Regions from separate parts of the Danio rerio genome. Here region 2 is linked to region 1. The links are chromatin contacts, called in public Hi-C maps. All regions are on one chromosome and are shown on one strand. The core of a region is the stretch at or near the end of the contact, and the rest is flanking DNA. Distances in the headings are between cores, read along the strand shown.

What was found. Hi-C and Micro-C count contacts between places; a contact is called where the count stands out from the background.
Region 2: a contact with region 1 is called in a Hi-C map of embryo, with 2.0 times the contacts expected there. The contact joins the enhancer-like site here to the promoter of slc25a44b in region 1. A contact is called at or near these places in 3 of 18 Hi-C or Micro-C datasets (caudal fin, embryo and an unstated tissue).

The regions. Positions count from the first base shown.
Region 1 is chr7:50,130,006-50,136,207 of GRCz12tu, reverse strand. It overlaps slc25a44b (solute carrier family 25 member 44b), which reads right to left and starts at 1,542. Exons shown (of 4, transcript NM_001013519.1): 1 at 1,408-1,542. The region is part of intron 1 of acana (aggrecan a); the gene reads right to left. It overlaps oaz2b (ornithine decarboxylase antizyme 2b), which reads right to left. Exons shown (of 5, transcript NM_001080090.1): 4 at 4,770-4,855; 5 at 3,157-3,795. The coding sequence ends at 3,665.
Region 2 is chr7:50,169,280-50,174,938 of GRCz12tu, reverse strand. The region is part of intron 1 of acana (aggrecan a); the gene reads right to left. crabp1b (cellular retinoic acid binding protein 1b) reads right to left here. Exons shown (of 4, transcript NM_001001842.1): 3 at 2,702-2,815. Among named protein-coding and RNA genes, the nearest start is that of crabp1b, 15 kb to the right of the region's middle. Within about 2 kb of position 3,013, at least 5 of the 62 cell types and tissues checked have an H3K27ac peak or open chromatin away from gene starts, as enhancers often do.

The DNA of each region.
Region 1 (6,202 bases), core at 293-2,792:
GTGTTCGCTGGTCAGTTTTTAAGACACCTAGCACTTTTGTCACTTCGTCACCCTGGAAATATAAGGTTCTATCTGCGTTCTGAATGATTCTGAGATATTGAGCTTGAAAGTTTTTGCATTCTTTAGGAAACAGTATGTGTGTAATAAAAAGTCTTAAAATGTAAACAACTTATAAAAAACATCTTATAATGTAAATAAGTTGTCATTTAATAAGAATATGTCAATAACTCAATTTTAATGTCAGATAGAACCTTATAATTTGAAGGTGACGACTTGTTTGCTTTTGCATTTAAAAAAAATCTTTTTAAAGATATTTTAAAAGTTTATAGATAGTATTTATTTAGATATAGTGTTCAGAGAACTATCTACCTGCTATTGCTTAAGTCAAAAAGTTGATAACCAGTTTTATTTGGAGTTCTCCGAAGGACTTTGTCAATAGTTGTTTCCTAAAGTGCAATAAAAAGTTCACCTTACAGCATGCATGTAATGCAATAGTTCCTTTAGCAAAGGGTTTTGCAAAACTCAAGCCATATAAAGAAGATAATAATTAACCTAGTCCTAGGCACATGTCTACAATACGAGGAGGACCTGCTACTACAAAATGCAGTGAACTTTAAAATAAATCAACACTGTTCTAAACGTTACTTTCTTCTTTTGAACACAAAACAAGATAATCTGAAGAATGATGTGGGGAACACGCCACTGACATCCATAATGGGAAGAAAACACACTATGGAAGTCAATGGCTTTTTTCACCCTTCCATGTCTTCCTTGTGTTCTCAATCTCATAAACAGACTTGGAACAAGTAGAGGATAAATAAAAATGACAAAATTTTCAATTTTCGGGTGAACTATCCCTTTCACTGAAAATAATATACTTTGAATAATGTTGTACATTGACTTCCGCTGTACAGACAGAATGACATTTCCCAAAATAGCTTCTGTCATACTTCACAGACAAAAGAAAGTGTAATAACGTTACATAAAAGTGTGAACGATCAAGACGACACTTGTCGTTTCTAAAATAAAACAAGCAGTGGGAATCTGCGCTATTAGTTCCTGAAAACACCTAAACGTGTCCGAGCTCATTATGATTCATGAAGTCACACTGCTAACGTTAGTGCATTAGCTTACAGTGTAACGTTAGATGCTTGAGCTAAACTCACACTAGCGTTAACAACACCTCAGCAACACAAGAAGTTACCGCTATTTCACGTAATGTTGCGATAAACGTCAGTGTCGATGACTCGAAGCTGTTTTGAGAATGCAAACGCTGATAATCTGCCAATATTAATACCAAAATATGAAGTTGCTACTTAGCACAGCTCTCGTGTGGCTGAAAAAAACAGCCGTGTTCTGCTGTATAACAGCTCGGTTACATTTAAACAACACATGCAAACGTCTTACCGTGCAGCAGAAGTGAATCAATGATACCGCATATTTACTTTGACAGGGGGTAACGTTATGTATGTTTAATACAGGACAGGATGGCAAGCAGATATAGCCGCTCACCGGGTGCTGAACATGGAAGGAATCGGCAGTGATGCTGATGACGCTCTCCGCGTCACTCCACTGAACAGACCAATTAGAGCGCACTGGTCTGACTTTCCACTAAAGGTTAAAGTTTATCGACCGGTGTTACGAGATTTTCGGTTTCTGAGATTTTGGGTTTGACTGCTAGGCCTGAGCATAGTGTACATGAATTATCTAGTAATTATTGTAGGTGTCATAATTATCATGTTTTTTAGTATTTAACGTTAATTAAATGAAGTTTAATTTAAAGCAATTTATGTGTAAAAAAAAAACACAAAAGACAATTAAATACTTCCAACCTCTTATATAGGGTAGTGTAAAAAATAGGGTAGTGTAAGTATATGTTGCAACTCAAATCTATGAAATAAGTGCGTTTCTCCTATTGACCTTGATCAAGGTGAGATTTTAGTCACAGCTTATTAGGACAATTAGGTAAGTAGCTACCTTTGCTAGTTTGTTTATTAGTTGTTGTTTTTTTTTATTTTAAGAGCATTTTCTATGTTTTACACCCAGTTTGATTTCTCATTCTTTATTTAAAAATATATATTTTGCTCCTACAGATTGCAAGAAATGTATAACATTTGGAGAAAGCTTCAGACTCAGAGATGCTAGTTATCCAGAGGTAAGTGGTAAATGTAATCTGAGACTTCCTTTGAACAATTACCCATTTTCTACAATACAGGCAACAAATGATGAGCTGTTAGTTGTTCCTGTTGATTTACCACCCAAAAACTCAATAAAAGATAAACTTTAAGTTAATACACAGCGCATAGATGCAGAAACTGTTTATTCCAGTCCAGCCAGGGGACTCGTGGGAGTTACTGGGGGTCTGTGGAAATGTGATCCCCCCAGAGCCCCTTTCTCAAATATAATATTCATAATTCATTCATTTATTTTCTTTTTGGCTTAATTCCTTTTTTAATCTGACGTTGCCACAGCGCAATGGACCGCCAACGTATACAGCATATGTTTTACGCAGCGGATGCCCTTCCAGCTACAACCCATCCATACACACGTATTCACACTCATATACTATAGACAATTTCAGCTTACCCAATTCACCTATACCTCATGTCTTTGGACTTGTGGGGGAAACCGGAGCACCCGGCGAAAAACCACACCAACACAGGGCAAACATGCAAATTCCACACAGAAAAACCAACTGGCCAAGGCTTGAACCAGCGACTTTTTTGCTGTAGGGTGATTGTGCTACCCACTGCACCACCGTGACGCACCAAATATAATATATAATATATATCCCACTGTAGTATCTGTGGGTCTGAACTATTAATGTAATTTTATTATTGTTTTTATACATACTGTATGTAACTTATTTGATCTGTTTTTAGTATGGAGAGCTCTGCTGTGACATGAATTTCCCTTTGGGATTAATAAAATCTTACAAACACACAAAGAAAGGGAGCAGTTCTCCTGTTGTCAAATAGAAAAGGCAGGGCTGCACTGTAGAAATATTAATGGTTTATTCATAATAAACAACCTATAAACCTTTTTTTAAACGACTGAAAAAAACTTTAACATTTTAGAATGGTGGCCCTTTCTATTGTAATGATTGTGTCTGGGTCTATGGGATCTAAAAGACTGAAAACAAAGTGGTCTGATCAATTCATATTCAAATCATCTTTAATTCAATTTCCAGTAGGCCTAGGTAAAATTATAGAACATCATTTTATTTGTAGTTTTACTGAAAGACCAAGGTCTGTATTTGATAAAGTGCAACAAAAGTTTACAGTACAGCATGCAGTATTGCTTTAATTTAGATTACATATGTTTATTGTCACAAAAAACAAGAATAGCTGTCACACAAGAATAGCTGTTCAGTGCATACACCACAGACATGTTATCGGAGTTAATGTAAAACATTTTAACATTCAACAACGGCACACATAAATTGATGTTTTACCCTGAACAAATGATATTTTGAACACATCATTTACATTTAATCTGAAGGTTGTACTTCTTTGGATGGACAAATTGATGCATTATTTTGTATTATCAGTTAGGTGAAGATTTCTCTTTTCGCAGGTCAACATTACTTTTTCAGTTTCAGTTTTTTTTTTTTTTTTGCTGGTTTTGTGTGTAGTAAAGGTTGGTGAAGGTGAAGGTTCTGCAGTTATTCCTCAGATGAGTGAGTTTGTTGTATTGTGTAGACCATAAGACGCAAATCTCCTGCTATCGATGCTATAAGATGATCTGGTTTTACAAGTTCAAAGCCAAGGTAGAAGAATGTTCTGGTGAGGAGCACTGAGGAAGGGACAGGTCACAGAAACCACAAGTTATTAAACAACAATTAGACTGGTTAACGAGTTCTAAAAATAAAAATACTCAAATAAAAGTACCATGAATTAAAGCAAATATATATATATATATATATATATATATATATATATATATATATATATATATATATATATATATATATATATATATATATATATATATATATAAGCAAGTACAGTATTAGTATCTGTTCTAAATAGTACTCAAAGTATAAGTAAACAGTAGCCATTCTAAAAGTACACAAGTGCAGTTAGTGAATATTACACAGTGAAAATTACTTCAGCTAATATTATATTATATTATATTATATTATATTATATTATATTATATTATATTATATTTATTATTATATGACAAATTAAAAATTTAGCTTACATCAGTGTCATTTTCTTTTAAGGTTGTTTCTAAGCGTGAGATAAATTATTTGCCATTCACGTACTATAATTTTAAAATGTGAGAATAATTTAATTTCATTAAACACATTACATTATTATATGCATCTATGATAAGCTGACAGAAAGCAGGTTGATACGTTTACATGCAGAGTGCAATCTGTGTAACCTAAAACAAATCTAGCTGTGACAATATGTCAACACTTATGTTGTCCTGAAACACATGTTGAAACCTGACTAAAAAGCTATGAGTGGCACCACAAACCAAGTGCAGCACTGATAGAAAACATGCAATTTAGAAAACGTAACATTTTGTAATGCATTTACGTCATTGTTTCATCCTACAGTAGACATCCTTCATCATCTCATCACTAATTTGGGTATTTGTAATCATTACTTCACTCCACCGGAATTAGAATTTTTAGTGTCAATTTTTGTCACCACCATTGGTGGGTGTACTTTTTGACAGCCGTCTTAAACAACAAAATCTATGATTGTATGTGAAACTCATTCCCAGCAAGTCAATATCACTCATTTTGAACTTACATTTATCTGGCCTGTTCTTCATGAACCAGACAAATACATGACTGATCTTCAGTTTCTCCTCTGCAAACTCCAAAACAGCAGTGAGCCTTCAAAAGGGAAAAGAGTAAAAAAGAAAACATACATTTAAAATCAATTTCAAGAACGTTCAGTTCATGCTGAAGCTGTCAGATTAAGTTCATCACATGTAGAAAAACTTGGATGAGGAAATACAGAAGTCTCCAAAACTCCTTGCCATAATGTTTCAAAAACATATTAGATTGGATTTTGTTGGAAATGAATATCAAGTTGGTGTCAGAACCTGACGTCTATGTCCAGTGTCCAACCTAAAATCAACCAAATATCAATGTCTAATGATGTTACCCCTTGACGTTGTGGACGTTATCACTATGACATCTACCAGACGTTGGATTTTGGTCACTTTCCAAACACAACCTAAAATCAAGCAAATATCAGTGTAACTTGACATTGTCATTGGACATCAAAATAATGTTGTCCTTAGACGCTGGCTGGACATTGAATGTTGATCACCTGACGTCATGACCTAAATCTAACCCAATATTAATGTCTTATGATGTGGTGTGCCTAATGAGATTACAGTGAACTCTTTCATTTAAAAAAACTGTAAAAAAACAGAACTTCTTCCACAGAATTGTAGTTTTACCCACATATATATAAGTGAACCATTCTGTTATGTAATTTTTCCACCTGTGTCTAAATGTGTTTCCCTGTAAACGAAATTCCCTTTGTGGATCCAGTGAGAGAAGTCATGCAAGACCTTTTTAGGCCAGACTGAGGAAGTTCTGAAACATTTATAACCTTTCTTAAATGTGACAGCGGTAATCCATTTACAGTGTCTCACTCCTAAAATAGGTATTGGTCAAACTTGTTGCTTGTTCTGCCAGTATACCAGGGTCTTATTGTTAACAATAAATAAATAAATAAATAAAAAATTTTTTTAAATAATAATAATATAAATAATAATAATAAAAGATTTTTTTCAGCACATTTCTTGTCATAATAGTTTTAATAACTCATTTCTAATAACTGATTCATTTTATTTTTACCATGATGACAGTAAATAATATTTGACTAGATATTTTTCAAGAAACTTCTATACAGCTTAAAGTGACATTTAAAGGCTTAATTAGGTTAACTAGTCAAGTTAGGGTAATTAGGCAAGTTATTGATGATGATTGTTTGTTCTGTAGACTATCGAAAAAAATAGCTTAAAGGGGCTAATAATTGACCTTAAAATAATAAAAAAATTTAAACTGCTTTTATTCTAGCCAAAATAAAACATCAGACAGATTATCAGACATACTGTGAAAATTTTCTTGCTCTGTTGAACATCATTTGAGAAATTTTTTAAAAAGACAAAAAAAAATTCAAAGGGGGGCTAATAATTCTCACTTCAGTGTTCTGAAACATGGTTG
Region 2 (5,659 bases), core at 1,764-4,263, 37 kb before region 1:
TTGTGCTTTATGAATGTCTACACCTACCCCAAGCCTATGAAGCCAACTTCATAGTAACCGAATGTGTTATATTTGTGTCTATACCCCAACCCAAAACCCAATCTTACAGTAACCTGTTGTGTTTTATTAACATCTACTCCAACCCTAAACCCAACTTCATAGTAGCTTAATGTGTTTTATTAGCGTCTACACCAATCCAAAACCCAATCTTACAGTAACCTGTTGTGTTTTATTAACATCTACTCCAACCCTAAACCCAACTTCATAGTAGCTTAATGTGTTTTATTAGCGTCTACACCAATCCAAAACCCAATCTTACAGTAACCTGTTGTTTTATTACACAGCAAAATCCTCTGAGTAAAATTTACAGAGAGTATTTGGTCCCTCTTTATAATAAGACAAACAGGTTACTAATCACTAAAGCTGCTGTTTGTGTAGTTGCTCATTGATCGAGTTGATCCTGTGCTGAGATTTTGAGAGATTCAATGTATTATATTTCAGCTGATTTCATCAAGGCTGTGACTGAAGTCAGTTGTATTTTTGTGTTTCTCTTCTGTGTTACAGCTTAATAACAGCAGGTGTTCATCATCAGTCCTTATTCATCACCTAATTAATCCTTTCATTGTCTCATTAACTTGAGGGAAATTAACTAAATTTAGAGAGGGACCAAATAATATCTAACCTGAGTAAATTTAACTCAGAGGTTTTGCTGTGTAACGTCTACACCTAGCCCAACCGTAAACTCAACATTACAGTATCCTGTTGTGTTTTATTAATGTCCACTCCACCTACACCACCTAAACCAAACCTACTTGTGGAGTAAGTCCCTTCCACTCAGAGGTCACCCAACATATTTGTGGTGTAATACCTACCACTTGGAGGTCTCTGGGCTGCAGCGATACCTACTTGCAAGTACTGCATTTTTGCAAGAACTTGCTTTGATTTAAGTTGAGTCAACTCAAAAAGTACTGCAGTAATTTGCCTTACAATTTTATGTTGTCAAAGCTTTTTTAAGAGAAACAACTTTTAACCCAAGTACAGCACGTGCCTCCTCAATTTAAATTGAGTCAACTCAAAACTCTGCAGCAAGTTGAGTCAACTTTTTTAAGGTGCATAACCACTGATGATACATCGAGATGAAGCAAAACTAAAAGTTGGTGCAAAAAAACGAAAATAATTTACAATTCAGTCAGTTAAAATGAAGTCAAATAAAATAAATAGAGTCAAATTCAAGAGTTCAAACTGAGCTCATGATTATCACATAGCTTGTTGTGCTCACCCGGGAGAGAGCCCTGAGCTCAAGGCATCCTCGGGCCCAGGGCTCCCCCCTTTTTCAGGGTGAGGGGAAATTGAGCTCAGATCGAACTCAAACTCCACCACTGCTGAGGCCAAGGTGAACTTCATGAGAATAAGATATTAGAAAAAAAAATTTAGGCTTATTTTATCTATAATATAGAGAAATATTTGGACAGTGGGAGGAAACCGGGGAACTCAGGGGAAACCCACTCTGACACGGGGAGAACATGCAAACTCCACACAGAAATACCAGATGGCTCAGCAAGGAGCCGACGCCATTGGTATTCTTGCTGTGAGGCAATTGTGCTAGTCACTGGGCCACTGTGCCGCCCATTCTGGATAAAGGCGGAATAAGGGGCGGAAGGGGGTTTCATCCAGACGAAGATAGTTTTAGAAAGAAAACGAGGATATATAGTGACTTGGAATCCTTTGATTGTAAGATCATGATTAGCTAATGTGGGCCAGCTGGGTCAACCATGAGCACACGCTCCCCTCGAAATTAGTTTAAAATTAAACTTCACTTAATTTACATTCGGTCTGGAGCACAAGCGTCACGACACAAATAGTGAAGTATATCTAATGTTGGAAATCTGTAATATTAACATAATATAGTGTAATGCTGAAATGACTGATCATTTCACTAAAGGGCTCAGGTTCTCATTTGGAGACTTTTTTTCTTCTTTGGACTCTCACAGTGAAAAGTAGCCCCTGACCTGCATTTAATGAATCATCAAGCACATCAGTTTATGTTAAAAATCTTCTGAAGAAAAAAAAATCTTATACGGCTTAAGAGAGCAAAAATTATTTATTTATTTTTTTCAGGAGGACTGTCCCTTTAACTGTCTGCACACATAACTGAGACAAACCTTCTGCAGCAATGAAATGCTATTGGTGTGGCAGAAGAAGTGTCTCACAAGGTTAGAAGCTACTGTAAGTTGTGTTCATTTATCCTTTATTTAATTGTCACAAACGGCTCTTTATGGCGCATATTCTCAGTGACCCATGTGAAGAATAGTGAGAAATCATTTCACAGCCGGACTGTTTCACCATCACACGTCTTTCCCAAAATCACTTTCAAGTTTACAACAGATACTTGAACGAGAGAGGAAGACATTTGATGTCCCTCGGGGGCAGCAAAGTCCACGAATAAAGCCAGTAATAAAAGCTTCTCGGTTATAAGGCCGCTTTACTGGTGTCCATCTGGCCTATAAAACAGAGCCGGCCAGATGTTTGCCTAACGCTGCATTTTTGTACAAATTCCAAACAAATAAACGAAAATCCAATGAATGCGCAATCACTCTCTCTCGTGGGTGTAAGTAAATCACAAAGCATCTCGCAATATGTCAGACATTCAGCACAAGAACTAAATGCTTTTGGTCATAATGTTTGATGAAAAGCTCTTTACCAGGATGAGTTCGTTCCCTCTCAGCTCTCGTGTCCAGTATGTTTTAGGGCCATTTCCGTCCAAAAGGGTCTGTCGGCAGGTCATCTTGTTCTCTGTCTCCCATGTGGCCAGGCTCTGCAAACAATTACAGGCTAATGGCTATCTCAAAATGGACATCTGTATTTACATGTACTGTACATGAGTTTATTCCTGGGCAGAATGTTTCTCAAAGGGATTCTTCTGTCTGTTCACTCTTGAATTATTGTGTCCACTGAAAGTTAAAGGCTCTCAGTGCATTGATTTGAGGGAGTGAATCATAAGTAATGGGCCGAGGAATGAAGAGCACCATAGGTGACCTGCTACATCACACGATGAGTCACAGCAATGCATTTGACCCTTCACCTCTGGGCATTCACTCTCCGTTTATCACCCTCGCTGCTCAAATCAAAGCTCCAGTAGTACTTTTAAAAATAAAATAAAAAAGTAAATTTCTTGCAATGTTGTGTCTTGCAAGAATCTTGCAAATCTGAATTTTTTTTCTCTCTCAGAATTGTCTGTATTTCTTACAAAGAAATAACAGCATTTATTCATTATAATTCAGATTTTTTTTTACAACTTTTCCTCAATTTCAACGTGTTAAAGCCTTTATTTCTCATATTTCCCATCGTTTACAGCTATTTCATGTTATAAGCTGTTGTGTAATTCAGTTTTTTACATAAAAATGACTTGCTGCTTGTTCAAACTACTTGTTGACAATGAATTGAAAGAACACCATTCTTAAGTTTTTGGTGGACAACTTAATTGTTTTATGTTCAATCTACTTACGTTTGTAAAAAAAAAAAAAAAAAAAAAAAAACAATAAGGTTAACTTAATCAATTTGTGTTGGGACAACAATAATGAATTGTGTGGAACCCAGCATTTTTTAGTGTAAGAGAAACTTACAGAATTTCTTTTGGACTTTCTTCCTATTGTAATTTCTTGCAATTCAGTTTATGCAATTCTAGTCATTAACTAATTTGTAACTCAAACATTTAACTGTCTAGGATTTTACATTTTTCACCTTCTCGAGAGCTATATTGAGTTAAAAACTCTTGGAATTCTGAGGTTTTTTTTTTTTTTTTTTTTTTTTTTTAGTTTAAAATATTCTTTTACTCTGCAGATTTATTTCTGAACGTTGCAAAAATTCTTGATTTTATTTATCAAAGTTGTTACTGTATTTTTCACAATTTAGTCCTTTTGAGCTATAGACGTCTCGCAATTCTACCAACATGAAGTTTTGAGGAAAACCAAAAACTCTATAAATTTATTATACAAAGTCTAAATTGCAAGATAATAAGATTTTCTAAAATTGGTTTATACAGTTTTTACTAATAAATTGCTCACAGTAAGCAACATTAAATCAAATATGACATATGAAAGGCTAAAAAATACTTTCTTTTAAACAAGGCTGGGCAAAGATTAATTACGATTAACCACATTCAAAGTGTGCTGTGTATATCTTTATAATGTATAAAATATTTAAATATACCCATGCATGCATATATATATATGCATGATTATATATATAATATATAATATATATATATACAAATATATAACAATATTTGAATGATTCTGTAGCATAATGTCTAAAGTAATGACAAAACCGTTGATTTTGCTCAAACTTTAAGATTATAAAGCTGAACGGCATGAAATATCATCAGTCTACAGAGATTTCTTGGTATTTCTCTGTTGCAATAGGGATATCCAGCCTGATCTCACGTAAGTATTTAAAACAAGGGTATTTAAAGTTTTGTCAGTTTAGTGACTAATTCGTACGAGTTCAGTCGTACAAAAATTTACAATTTTAAAAAGGAGGCGCGGCACCCAACCCCACCCCTAACCCCAACTGTCACTGGGTGATGAGCAAATCGTACTAAATTGTACGAATTGGATCATACGAATTCATAGAAATTAGCCACTAAATCAAAAAGTTACAAATTGCAGTGAGATTGCATTGAGTTATCACAATAATTAACCCTGAAAAAAACAAAGCGAAGCAAACAGTAACAGATTACATAGTATAAATACAGCACTACAACATACAAAAGAGAGAGATTGACTTACCTGTTTTATGATTATTTGATCAGCTGTAGTTTGAGATACGAAAAGAAAATGCTCAGTTTTTTCCCTCTAAGTGCTTATTAAGCAACATTTGTTGCAATCTTGTGGCACAACCATTTCTTTATGACAGGCTGATGGATGCTGACACACTGTATCTCTGAAATTATAAATATCTAAAATAGATACTGTCCTTTTAAATGAACTGCATAGGTGCAATCTAACAATACAAAACAATAAATATAATAAAAATACAGTGTAAATGATTGACTAAATATGCAGGATTGATTTCATGTTGTCAGATAATCTCTGCCAAATAACTAAACAGAAAATGCGTGGGTGTCCATTTAAGTCAAAAACAGATGTTTTTTTTGCGCCAAACCTGTGGTTGGGTTTATTTGCCTGTAAAAAGGCAGCAGTCATAAAGGTTAGCTTGTTAAAAAGGCTTTCAGCCTGCTGTCGCCCTGTTGCCCTTTCAGCAGCCTCTGATGGCCTGACAGACTCAGAATAAACACTCAAACACATGCTGTCATATCTGTGCTCACCGCTGCTGTAGTTTGCACACATTATCTATTGCAGCGCTGGATGTGACGGCTGCATTTGAATCAGATTTCCCACAGATCCATTCAAATCCAGGAGATTAAAGGTGGAAGACATAAGGGTGACTAAAGCTGGGCAAGATAAGCCTGCAGTATTGCTTTGATGCGCTTGTGTGTCATATAATCTAATTTAGCAAACTGTCTGGGACCCGCTGCTCAGGTGAAAGAGAGATTAGCGCAGCCACAAGCTGTCTGTTCTGCATTACAGTGGTAATCTCACAATTTGTATTGAGTAGGAGTCAAGACAGCATATGAGCATTATGATAAAAATGCTGGCTT